Regions from separate parts of the Rattus norvegicus genome. Here region 1 is linked to region 2. A link is a contact called in public Hi-C data. All regions are on one chromosome and are shown on one strand. Each heading gives the region's core, a stretch centred on a gene start, on an enhancer-like site or on the middle of the called end of the contact. The rest is flanking DNA. Distances are from core to core; before and after follow the strand shown.

The links. Hi-C and Micro-C count contacts between places; a contact is called where the count stands out from the background.
Region 1: a Hi-C map of liver shows a contact between it and region 2, with 2.6 times the contacts expected there. The contact joins two enhancer-like sites. A contact is called at or near these places in 4 of 12 Hi-C or Micro-C datasets (the A7r5 cell line, hepatocytes, liver and 1 more).

The regions. Positions count from the first base shown.
Region 1 is chr13:71,733,666-71,740,158 of GRCr8, forward strand. No RefSeq gene overlaps it. Among named protein-coding and RNA genes, the nearest start is that of Tex35, 46 kb to the right of the region's middle. Within about 2 kb of position 4,811, at least 4 of the 93 cell types and tissues checked have an H3K27ac peak or open chromatin away from gene starts, as enhancers often do. A contact at or near this core is called in liver, where this site is marked.
Region 2 is chr13:71,672,354-71,678,226 of GRCr8, forward strand. No RefSeq gene overlaps it. Among named protein-coding and RNA genes, the nearest start is that of Ralgps2, 69 kb to the left of the region's middle. Within about 2 kb of position 2,263, at least 5 of the 93 cell types and tissues checked have an H3K27ac peak or open chromatin away from gene starts, as enhancers often do. A contact at or near this core is called in liver, where this site is marked.

The DNA of each region.
Region 1 (6,493 bases), core at 3,561-6,060, 64 kb after region 2:
GGCAAATTAAAATATTAAACTTGATTTTTTTCTCTCATCAAAGATCTGTTAATTATATTGGACCAAAAAAAAATGCAAGTATAACAGTTAAAGAAAGATCTATGGGGAAGCCTGAGACCATTCCGAGGAGAGGACAGAGGCATCTGGAACAAACCCTCTCTCTCTCTCTCTCTCTCTCTCTCTCTCTCTCTCTCTCTTTCTCTCTCTCTCTGTGTGTGTGTGTGTGTGTGTGTGTGTGTCTTCCCCTGTAAGCACACGTATTCATGCACATACATGAGCATGCCAATACATGGGCATGTATATAGGGGTATCAGAACCAGTCCTTTAGGGGTACCAGAGTAGAAGAGTAAACTCTTACCATTGCAATGGGGAGGCTCCCGACTATGAAGTAAGGAGCAGATGGCCTCTCCCTATGGGAACCCTGAGGTCCAACCATGAGTTTAGTGCCTTAAACATCCACCATTAGATAGAGCTAAAACGGCTGGAATCAAGTCCTGTGTCTTTGTGATGAACTCAGACTGCACGCAGAACAGTGGATTCTCTCTGGGCGACTGTAAATGAGCTGTGTTAGTGAGCAGGCTTCAATTGGGCTTCTGTTTGATTAGAACTGCAATTTCATTGACACCCTCTCTTGAGTGTGTCCTCTGAGCACCACGAAAGGGAGCCCCAGCTGAACTGGAAGCTCATCTGGCATTTGTAGGTAAGATGTGCGCCTCTTGTGTGTGTGCTAAGTTCTCAGTGATGTCAGCTGTGGGGTTATCCAGGGTGAGGGAAAGGAATTGACAAAAAAAAAAGGGTGAAGTGGGTAGGTGGACCCATGGAACTTTAGACCTTAACTTCACCAGGGCCTCATCCATCTTGAGCCTCATGTGGGTGGGAGGGTCGGCTAAGAACCTGCTGACTGGCTGGAGGGGCCTCAGGTCCAGGAATTGAGAGAGAGTCAACAGAAAGGATTCACTTCCACTGGACGCCACTTTGTTTGTTTGCTCATTAATGAGACAGGCTTTCACTGTCCAGTCTTGGCTGGCCTGGGACTCACTATGTAGGCCAGGCTGGTCTCCAACTCACAGAGAGCCACCTGCCTCTGCCTCCTGAGTGATGCAATTAACGGTACCACACCCAGCAGAATGTAGCTTTCAGTGCAGTTTTATTATACCAGCGCACAGCGTACAACGAACAGGATCCTTAATCCTGCTCCAAACCCAGGCAAGGCCCCACGTTTGTCCTTCTGAAACTCATTTTCTGAATCTCTGTCATTTTGTTCATTTGCTGACCTTCAGATAACCATTGTTGCAGTGTGTGTGTGAGAGTATGTGAGTGTGTGTGAGTGTGAGTATGTGTGTGAGTGTGTGAGTGTGTATGTGTGTGAGTGTGTGCATGTGTGAGTGTGTGTGAGTATGTGTGTGTGCATGAGTGTGTGAGTGTGTATATGAGTATGTGAGAGAGTGTGTTAGTGTGTGAGTGTGTATATGTGTGTGAGTGTGTATATGTGTGTGAGTGTGTGAGTGTGTACATGTGTGAGTGTGTGTATGTGTGTGTGATATGTGTAAAGGGCTCCACAGAAGCATTAGTTGATTGGAGGCCTCCTCCAGCCTGAACCTTGAAGCCCACCCTTTGTCCTCCCTCCTGGCATCTCATCAGTGACTTGGGCAAACAGTGGAGAGCAGGATGAGTTTTGGGTCCAGGCAGATCGGCCCCTGCCAGCTGTGTGACCTCCAGCCATTTAAGCTTTCTAAACCTGTTTCTTCAGCCGCAAGGAAAAGCATTCCAGGCTTTGTACAGGCTTTGGCATCAGACTACCATTTGCATCCTACGGTCACTGTATGCTGTCCAGGGTGTCTTCAGGTCAGTTGTTAAACTTTTCTGCCTCTCAGTTTCTACACCGGTAAGACGGATGTGACATGTAAGAAAGCCTTACTTGATGATGATGAGGATGATGAGGATGACGACGACGACAATGATGACGATGATGATGACGACGACGATGATGATGATGGTGGTGGTGGTGGCCTTGGGGCTTCCTAAACAAAGGCCAATTTTTTATACAGACTTCCAAAAGGAAGGCAGCCAAGACTAAAACAGAACAGCCAGCCAGGATCAGCTTCTGTCCATGGTATGCTCTAGTGATCATACACAGCCAATAGGCAAGTCCAGGAGATCTACTGGTTCCAAGTGTTTGAGGAAACCTATTCAGTCGTCAGCATGGCACCAAGCTGGCTAAGTGGGCAGAAACTTCAGTGGGTACACATGACAGTGGGTACTCAGGTTCGGGGGCTGGGGACTTAGAGCATTCGTTTAACATGTTTGAGTTTCGGGGTTCAATTCTAAGAGAGACAGAGACAGAGACAGAGACAGAGAGAGAGGAGGAAAAGAAAGAATATATCCCAGCTCAGAACAGTAATTAAAAGCGATCAGTGCAAACCCAAGGTGGGTGGAGAATTTGATTACAGGACTTTGAGAATTGTCACAATAAATAAAATGTTCACTTGCAACCACAGGAGACTATGCAGGAAACATGATGAATTTTCCACCATTATCCCTTTCCCCTGTACAACTGGTTCTTATTATTTGTGGCTTCCATATTTGTGAGCTTATCTCCTTGCAAAACTTAATGTGTGATCTCAAAATCAATACTGATGACTCATGTTGCTTTTGTGGTCTTTGGGGGGTGGGGACTGCAGAGTAGGTAACAATTTGAGCTGCAGACACACAGCTGTGTGTAAAACAAAGTGATATTTTGCCATCTTGTCTCAGCTCTGATTTTGTTAACAAGTGTCCGTGGAGGACAGTTAGTGACATCGTGCCCACTGTTGATGCTCCTTGGCTCATTACATGCTATGGTGTGCCTCTTGAGGGCATGCATGTAGGTAAGCTTTGACGGGGTGAGACTTCAAAGAGCTGAACACACTGTGGGCTCTGAGCTGGCTGTGAGCTCAATGTTTACAAATCAATGGTATGCATTAGATAAGACAGCCCTAAGTAGAGAAAAAACAAGGTTAGAGAGTTGATTAGTTTAGGGCGGTTTTGTGCCAGAGGCTTGTAGGAATACACTCTATTTCCTCAGGAGTCACGACTCAGTGTTATTTAATTCTGAGTTCACAGTGACTTTGCAGAACCGTGAGTAGCAGGAATGGGTTGTGTGCACGCCTGATTTAATAGGCCAATGCCTGTCTGTGAGATGTGTAACTACACCAGGAAATTCTTGCCATACAACTTGAACTTGGGCTGCATTTGCTACTAACTAGTCTTGGCCAAGGAAACATGGCAGCATTGCATAAATTCTGGAGTCTGGGCTCAAGAGATTCGACAGCTTTTGGCTTTGTCCTCTTTGGAACACTGTCCTGGGACCCTCGTGTAAGGAGGTGAACCGAGCCTGCTAGAGGATGAGAAGCCATCAAGGTACCCAGGGAACAGTCAACAGTCAGCAGCAAGGGCTACACACGCGCACAAGGACATTGTGGCCTTTCTGAGCCAACCAAACCACTAATCCTCCCACCAGATACCATTGTCTCTGTGAGCCCAGGAAAATCCAGCACAAGAGCTCTCCAGCTGACTCAGGAGTCGTGCAAAATTAGAAACTGTGTTGTCAGAAGTGTGACTTCGTCGGTCATTTGTTTTTATAAGAATTGATAAGTGACATGCTGACTTGGAGTTCAGTGTGATCAGGGGACTTGCTTTTGCAAGTTAAATACGGCATACGTCACTTCAAGGGGGAAGGACATAATTGCGCTTCTGCTATGGCATTCAGGAGGTGTAGAGAGCTATGAACGATTATGATATCGAGTCAATGCCCAAGGAAAGTTGCCCTAAAAGGCCGTCTGAAGATCTTACGTGAACTAAAATTAACTAAACTCTTGTTATACCCATTCTAGGATTGGGGATGTTTGGTGCTGTAGTATATCTAACTCATTCTAATTGGCACAAGCCTGGAGATCTTAAACATTTTCTATGCCAAGCATTCCCCACTACACAGAAAAAAAAGTCATCTAGGCCCATCTTGGAAGAGCTGGAAATACCGAATTTAGGCTAATGGTTCAATGCAAAGTTGTCTGTCTGGAATTCATTACAAATACCAGCTTGGCTGTTTGCATCCATTCCTTCTATGTGTATCTGTAGGGTTCTTTGCTGATTAACTGTCACAAAACATGGGCTTGATCCCCGGTGACCATCTGATAGTCCTTGCGAAAACAAAGAGTTGATCGTGAATCGGTCCGGTGGAAACAGCTCGCAGAACACGGAACCCCAGTCAGCTGACCTTGCTGTCTTTGCTAAGCCGTGTCCTATTATCACAGGCAGGGTCATCTTACAGCTCGGCTGGATTGCGACAATTTTCTCAGATGTCAGGGGGGAACGGGACGACGCAAAACGCTCTCTGAAATCCACATGGCAGCTGATGAAAAGGAAAGTTCCTGGTCGATGCTTATGGGGTAACGCTGGACGTGTTTCTAGCTCAGCCACATGGTGTGAGTAGCGTAGACAGAAAGCTCTTCCCTGAGAAGGAAGATAGGCCTGGGCTAGGTCTCTGTCAAAGGCGGGCGGCAGTGTCCTTGGCACAGACAAGAGATAGGTTTCACATAGGCAGGAAGACCTAGGCTGAGGCTTTGTACCACTTGATGATGGAAGCCACCACCACCATGTTGCTCAGGGTTGGTGGCTTTAGTTGATGGCTTCAGGTGAGTGCGAGTTAGAGTCGAAAGAGGCTGGATATTTCTGACTTTGCTGACGTGGTCCTCTGTTTTGCATCAGGGGAATTACTCTTTGCCTTTTCTGCAGGCCAATAGCTCCTTCCTCTGGCCGCAGTCCCAGTATCTGCTACCTCGTAATTTATTTCCTCAGACTGCTTGGTCCACAGTTTCCCTGGACTCTGGTCATGTCCTCTGTAAGCCCCCGTACCTCCCCCGAAAAGCTCCTCTTTCTGGAGTTTTCGGTTTTGTGAGTTAGAATTTCTGACACTGTTGCATGCACTTAACACAATAGTGGAAGAAGAGCTCGAGGAAGCCATGTCTTGCTGACTTGGGCTCCCATCAGCCTCTTGTCTAGTGAGACCTTCCTGGTGTGGCATTTGTGACACTGAGCTCTGGGTGGTCCCTGCTGCATCTTAATTACTGAGTCACACATGACCCATCCCTTTCCATTAACTCCAAATCCATTGTACACAGCACGCACAGGACTAAGCGTCCATCGGGGACTGGAGCAAGAGACGTCGACTCATGTCACACAGTCCCGTTCTGTCCCAGTTTATCTCTGATTCTCCTCTAGAATTCCACATAACAGCCCCCTTACTGCTACCCTGGGCACTGGCTATTCCACTCACAGTTGGAAATCAAACACACAGCATACTCAAGGGAACAAACTACAGAGGCGAAGGCCACTGCACCCCAGGGTGCCCACGACATGAGGTCAGTTGAAGGGAAGCTTCAGAACTGCCTTCTCTGGGAGCAGGCCATGGCTCTCAGAAGTCCCTCTGGCTTTTGAGAAAGATTCATCTGGCCTCAATGTACCTCAGGTAGAAATGACCGTGTGGACTTGATGGGTCTCTCAAGGAATTATGGGACCGAGTTTCTTGGCAGGTTAGGTAAATAGCAGGCATGTAAATTTCTGAGAAAGGAGAGAACAAAGGAATCAGAACAAAGGGAAGAAGAGTGACAGAAAATAACTTGGAACAAGAAGACACAGTTCCTGGTTTTGGCTGGCCTTACATTGGCCATAAAATTAGCCTAGAGCCAGTTGCTGGGTTTTTCTAATCTCTTATACCATAAAAATGGAGATGCCCTCCCTACCTCTCAGAGGTCACTGGGAGGTGAGAGGGGACCTGTATGGGAGATCCAGAACCTGCTGGGTCCTGGGGGCTGGAGAGATGGCTCAGCTGGAGAGAGGAGCCATGGACAAGCCCTCCTGTCTTTTTTTCATCCGAATGCAGCAGAATCTAAGAGGCAGTTGGCCCAGCTCTCCTCCGGCAAGCCTCCTTCTCCCGGCACGTTGGTACTTGCAGACTTCGCTCAGCATGATGAGGGGAAGACCCTATTGTGGAATTACTGTCCTGGCAAGCGGTTGTAGTTAAGATTACTCCCCCTAACACGGCACCAAGAGCAGGCTGCTCAGGGATGACTCAAGGCACAGAGGAGGGAGGCACTGGGCTTGAACTTAGGGGCCAGAACCAGAGGGAGGGCTACTGGAAACACAACTGGAGCCAAGCTTAAGAGGGTCAAAGGAGGTAGAGCCATTGGGGAGGACCTGTGAATAGGGATGCAGAAGGCATGGGGAGCATGGCGAACGGCCCGTGCCATGTTCAGGATGCTAGAGAGCAAAAGAGCTGTTGCTATGGTGACTTAACTGACTCCTATGTTATACGTAATACACAGGGTCTCATCAAACTACTCAAAGAGGGTAAGCAGCTTCCATGGGGTCACAGAATACTTAATTAAGTATTCTAGAAAAATTACAAAGTGGGGTCTTTTGCAAAATGAGGACGTTTAAACTCCTCCCTCTCCAA
Region 2 (5,873 bases), core at 1,013-3,512:
GTGAGACCTAATCTTAAAATCAATCATTAATCAATTAGAAATTGATCCTGGAGGACTAGGGGGGGGAGCGATGAGAGGAAGAAAGGATGGGGGGTGCATATAGATCTTTTTTTCTACAGAGACCTTCATGTCATTTGAATTAGGATCATATAAATATATAGTAGTTCGATAAGTAAGAATGCAAAATGAAAAAGACTAAAAGTTGAAGTAAAAGAAATTTGAGGCTAAAATACCAATTCCAGCTGGACAGTGGTGGCGCACTCTTTAATCCAAGCACTCAGGAGGGAGAGGCAAGCGGGTATGTGAGTTCGAGGCCAGTTTGGTCTGCAAAGCCAGGGCTACACAGAGAAATCCTGTCTCATAACAGCCAACCAGAAGCAAGCTTAAATACTTTTTCAGGTCACAGGTTAGACTCTGCACGTGTAAAACATCTTTAGAAGGCGCTAGGAAAGAGTCACATCCCTGGAGCCATCCAGGATGTTTGCCCCATGATGAGGAAAGAGTGAACATTTCAATAGAAATGTGCAGGGATGATTCTCCGCCCTCCTTCCGGGAACGGCTGGCTCAGGCGTTTTAGTAAGAGGCAGATAAGGCACCACATGGAACTTAATTATGCATTACTCTGTTTCTTTTATGGTCCTCAAGCCAAGTGGGGTTATTAAATGCTTTACGTTTAATCTGTATCCACTATAAGCAGAGACCAAGTCTGACTGCCTGGGAGGAGAACCATGCTTCCGTAGTTCCAGCTCTCCCAGGTCCCTGGCCAGCCCTTTGTTGGTACCAAGAAAATGACAAATGAACTGGAAGAAGGGTGCCTTTTGGACCAGAGAACATTAAGGCTGGGGCTAAAGAGATTTTTTTTAAAAAAGATTTATTTATTTTATTTATAAGTACACTGTAGCTGTCTTCAGACACACCAGAAGAGGGCATCAGATCTCATTACAGATGGTTGTGCCCCGCCATGTGGTTGCTGGGAATTGAACTCAGGACCTCTGGAAGAGCAGTCAGTGCTCTTAACCACTGAGCCATCTCTCCCGTGGTCATCATCAGTGACGATGGTGCTATTCAAACCTGAGTGTGTTTCAAGGACACCAGAGTATTCTTAAAGTTTCTGGTTCTCATCTGGGATGGAACTTAAGCATTTACATTTCTTACTACCTCCCAGCTGGTGCTGCTTCAGGAGGATAATAATCTGAAGACATTTTAATTAGCACAAGCTCCCATCTTACAGAAGAAGAAATGCGCCCACTGTTTAAATGAGTATCTCGTCCTGAGTCTTTTGGTTATCAGAGCTAGGACAAGAATCTCATCCTCTCTCTCCTTCCGCTCTAAACACTTCACTAAGTGCTCTAAAAGCAAGAATATCCTCTGTCATGATCACACTAAAATTACATTATGAAGAAACTAACATTAAAACAATATGGACTTGGTTCAAATTTCAGCAACTTTTCCTTAGTGGGATCAGCCCGATTGAGTCGCACCTTACCGGTTTCCTTTACTCTGAAACAGCCCTGACTCTGTTCTCTGTCTTTCAGGACCTTGATAGGTTTAAGGGGTACACGTCAGTTACCCTAAAGAACCACCTGAAATTTAGGTTTATCTGATGCTTCCTTGTGATAAAACTCAAGTTCTGAATTTGGGGCACACACACATATCACAACAGTGGGCACCTGAGGTCGCCTTGTCCCATTTCCAGCAACAGGAATGTTGAGCTCATGGTGAAAATGGTATCTGCTGGGTTTTTCCACAATAAAGTTATCAATTTTGCAATTAATGACATGTAAAGAGAGTTTGAGACTATGCAGGCCCATTCTTCCACACATTTCTTGTTCCAGTCTCATTAGCCACTGGTGCTTTCTCTGAATGTGGTTGTTATCAGGAGGTGACTTTAATGGTATTCTTTTCTTCTCATTTGTTTACAGGAATTTTACATTAAATTTTACATAGAATTTCTCTTCTGATTTGTCTTCTTCATTGATTCATATCAGGGAAGATTTGTAGATTCTTTGACTCCAGAATTCATGTCTCGGTCTCTAAGTTAAATCTCTTCCTACCATGTGGCACTGTGATTTACAAAACTATTAATTCAGAATAGTTATTACCTTATCACATTCATTCAGAGGCAAGACTGATGTACAGTCACATGAAGCTTAACAGAAGAGACTTACTGTGAGGAACGAGTTGTTAGTTTCACAATTGTATCTGAACATCACTGAGCACAGCTTACACAAACCTTGAAAGTAGAGGTCACTCACCCACTATTACCCCTTGATGCAATCAAGAGATGCTGTAATCAGAGATGTATTTGGCTACTGTTGGCACAGTATTATGCTTCACCGTAATTATTTCTCTCCACAATAAACAGTACTCTTTAAAATGATGACTAAAAGCATACAGGCTGGAGAGATGACTGAGTTGCTATGAATGCTTGCTGAGTAATCAGGAGGACCAGAGTTCAGATTCCAGCAACTGCATAAGAACATTCCAGCAACTCCAGCTTTGAGAGATCTGAAACCCTCTTCTGGGATACACATGTGCAGAGAGGCATGCACAACACCCACACCTACACACATGGCTGTATATATTCACACACACATACACACACTCACACACACTTTCACACACACTTTCACACACACTCACACTCATACACTCACACTTACACACTCACACACAGTCATACACACACTCACACATACACACATATATAAACACACACTCTCACACATATGCTCACATATACATACACACTCACACACAGGTACACACATACACACATATATACATATATATACACACAAGCAGACACAGACTCACACTCACTTACACACACACACACACACATACACACACACACACACACGCAGACTCATGTAAATAGAGGATCGAGAGATGGCTAAGCAGTGAAGAGCACTTGCCGCCCTGCTCTTGTGAATGATCCAAGCATCTGTGTTGGGAGGTTCACAACCTCCTACAATTCCAGCTCCAGGGGATCTAGCACCCTCTTCCGGACTCCGCAAGCATCTGCCCTGGTGTGGATGAGCCACACTCTCACACACACATACTTTTAAAGTAATAAAAATAAATATTTTTTAAAGTATAGTATAGTCACTACACAAACCAATAAACGACTGCTTATCATGCTCATCAAGTGTTCTGCACCATGCATAATTGCATGTACTATGCTTTTATATGACTGATGGGCAGCACGAGTAGGTTTGTTTAGGCTAGCATCACCATAAACCATGTGAGCGATGCGTTCTGCTGCCGCCTGAGCGTGACTCCAGTGCTCTCAGACATTAGGAGTCTTCTGCTTCCTTAGAACCTTCTAAGGTCAGCATCCTGTGCCACGACTGATCGGGGCACTGCTGTGCTGCCCCGTGGCTACACTTCAAAACGACACACCGAATATGAAAAGTGTATGGCTAAAAATTAATTTTATGAGGACTAAAATACTGCAGCCCAGTCTACATAACAGTAACATCGGGCATGTTGTAAGTGAGAACCACACACAGACTTTGCATTTTTGGATAGTAATGTTAAAAAGCAGAGAGTAAACACTACCAAACCTAGTTGGAATATTTAAGAACATTTGCCAGAAACTTAATGGTTATCCTCTTTCTTAGCCAGTGCAGGGTCCAATTCAGAGCAGAGCACACCAGCTGTCCCAATGGAGCTCGGGCTATGGTGCTGGATATTTTCTGAGTCACAACAGCAATTTAAAATTTTTTCTTAAGTAGGGCATGGTGACTTACATCTATAACCCCAGCATCAGGAGACTGAGACAGGAGGATTTCCATGAATTTCAAGCCATCCTTTACTAGAATGTACTATCTAAAAAGCAACAATTTGTTTTTTTTTTCTTCTGCACTAAAATCGACATGTTTGCTCTTTCTGCCTGCTCTAAGAGCTTTCCGGTGTACATGTGTGAGAAATGTGACCACATTTATACAACCAGTCTTGAGGAGAGGGAGAACCCATCTCAAGGCCATGGGAAGAAAAGGGCAGAATTTGACAGAGACAAAGCAGATTTTTTTTTATGAAAGAAAAATATGCCTTAGTCAGTTGGCAGGGTCCTTCTCTGCTCAGCCTACCACACCACAGTTTGGGGTTGCTTAAAAAAGGAACATTTGGGGTGCATGGGTGTTTATATGTTTGAGTCCAAAGGAGGATGCCAGCTCAGAAGTAAATATTTGCCATGGTGACTACTAATTCTGCTATCTGATCAAAAAGAAGTAAACATTTCCCACATTGCATCACAATGTCACTGTGTAAGCAGAACAAGGGAGCGGGGAGGCAGAAGTAAGACATGGCTCGAACACTAAACACAGTTTGTTTTTAAGAAACAGACATAGGTAGGTAACTCTGAATCCAAGAAATAAAAACATTGTCTAAGGTTTTATAGACCCCCTCCCCATTAGGATTCATTCGGAGAGAAGCCCCCGTTGGAGTTTAGGGATATAAGACCAGTGTCAGAATTTTCTGGGAATCAGACAGCAAAGGAAACAAGCTGAGCTGGACCATTTGGCAAAGGCTGAAGGTGTTTCCCGAGCTGTCACATGAGTGGGGTAGAGAGCAAACTGACAGCAAGCATGGTCAGTGTGTTCTGTGTCTTGCCATGCATGGGTCGAGCCATGTAGTGGGCCCTGCCTTCTTCAGAAAGACGCTGACACCCAGTGGAGAATCAGAAGGCCTCGCTGGAGGCTCAGGACTGGACTGATTCTCAGAATATACTCCCTTGAAGTGAAGAAGTATAAGGATATGGGGCATGGCCATTACTGGGTTTGGGGACTAGAGAGAGCTCTTCTGTAGTAGAAAAATACTGCACCTGAGTACGAAGAAACAGGGACTAGCAACTGAGCAAGACTTCTGCCATACTCTGTCAGAATTCTTGGCCCTCCTGAGCTGGAGTCCCATTCTACATGCTGCCGCTGTTTTCTGGGACACTCTGCTGCTTACCAAAAAAGAGCCCTAACTTTGAAGAGGGTAATTTCTACACCGCCATCTTCTTCACCCTGAGCAGCAGAGAGAGCCCATGTGAGGAGAGACTGAGCAGAAGAAGTCGCAGACTACAAAGAGTTTGCTGACCTCTGGGTATAAGCTGATTCATCCCTTGCAAAGGAAAGATTGGCAACAGCTTAAAGTTGTAGCACCCGGATTCTTCGCTGAGGGCAGGGGTGCAGCTGGTGTAGTGGCCTCCATTGCTCAGGGTACAAATGCAAACTCAGAATTCAGTTAAGGAAATTTCTGCCAGCTTGGGGAAGAAAGAAAGAATCGCTAAAAAAAAAAAAAAAAAAAGGAAACAAAAACTACAACTCTCCCATGCAAAGGGAAATGTCTCCTGAAATGTAGCCTTTGTCTCAGCATTTCATCGTCATCCACTTGAGTGCCTAGGTGGGGGTATAAGGTGACAAGCTTAATTCCTGCTTCTCTTGGGATCCGATACACAGCAGGGAGCAGAGGGTTAGTGGTGTGTTTCTGTGGACGGCTGCTGTGTAATCATATGTTTCTAGATTCTTTAACTGGACAGGGAGATTAAGAGCTTTGGTTTTACGGTCAGCAGATCCTCAAACCCACTGGTTCTCAACCTCCACAACACTTCAACCCTTTCATATAGTTCCTCATGGTGTGCTGATCCCCCAGACCATAAAACTATTTCATTTCTACTTAACTATAATTTTGCTACTGTTACGAATCATAATGTAAATATCTGTGTTTTCCAATGGTCTTAGGCTACCTCTATGAAAGGGTCATTTGACCCCAGAGGGGATCTCGATCCATAGGCTGAGAACCACTGATCTAACAGGATGTGGGACTAGGAAACTAGTCCATATTCCCACTTGTGTAATGAGCAGTGCATCTGGACAGGGGAA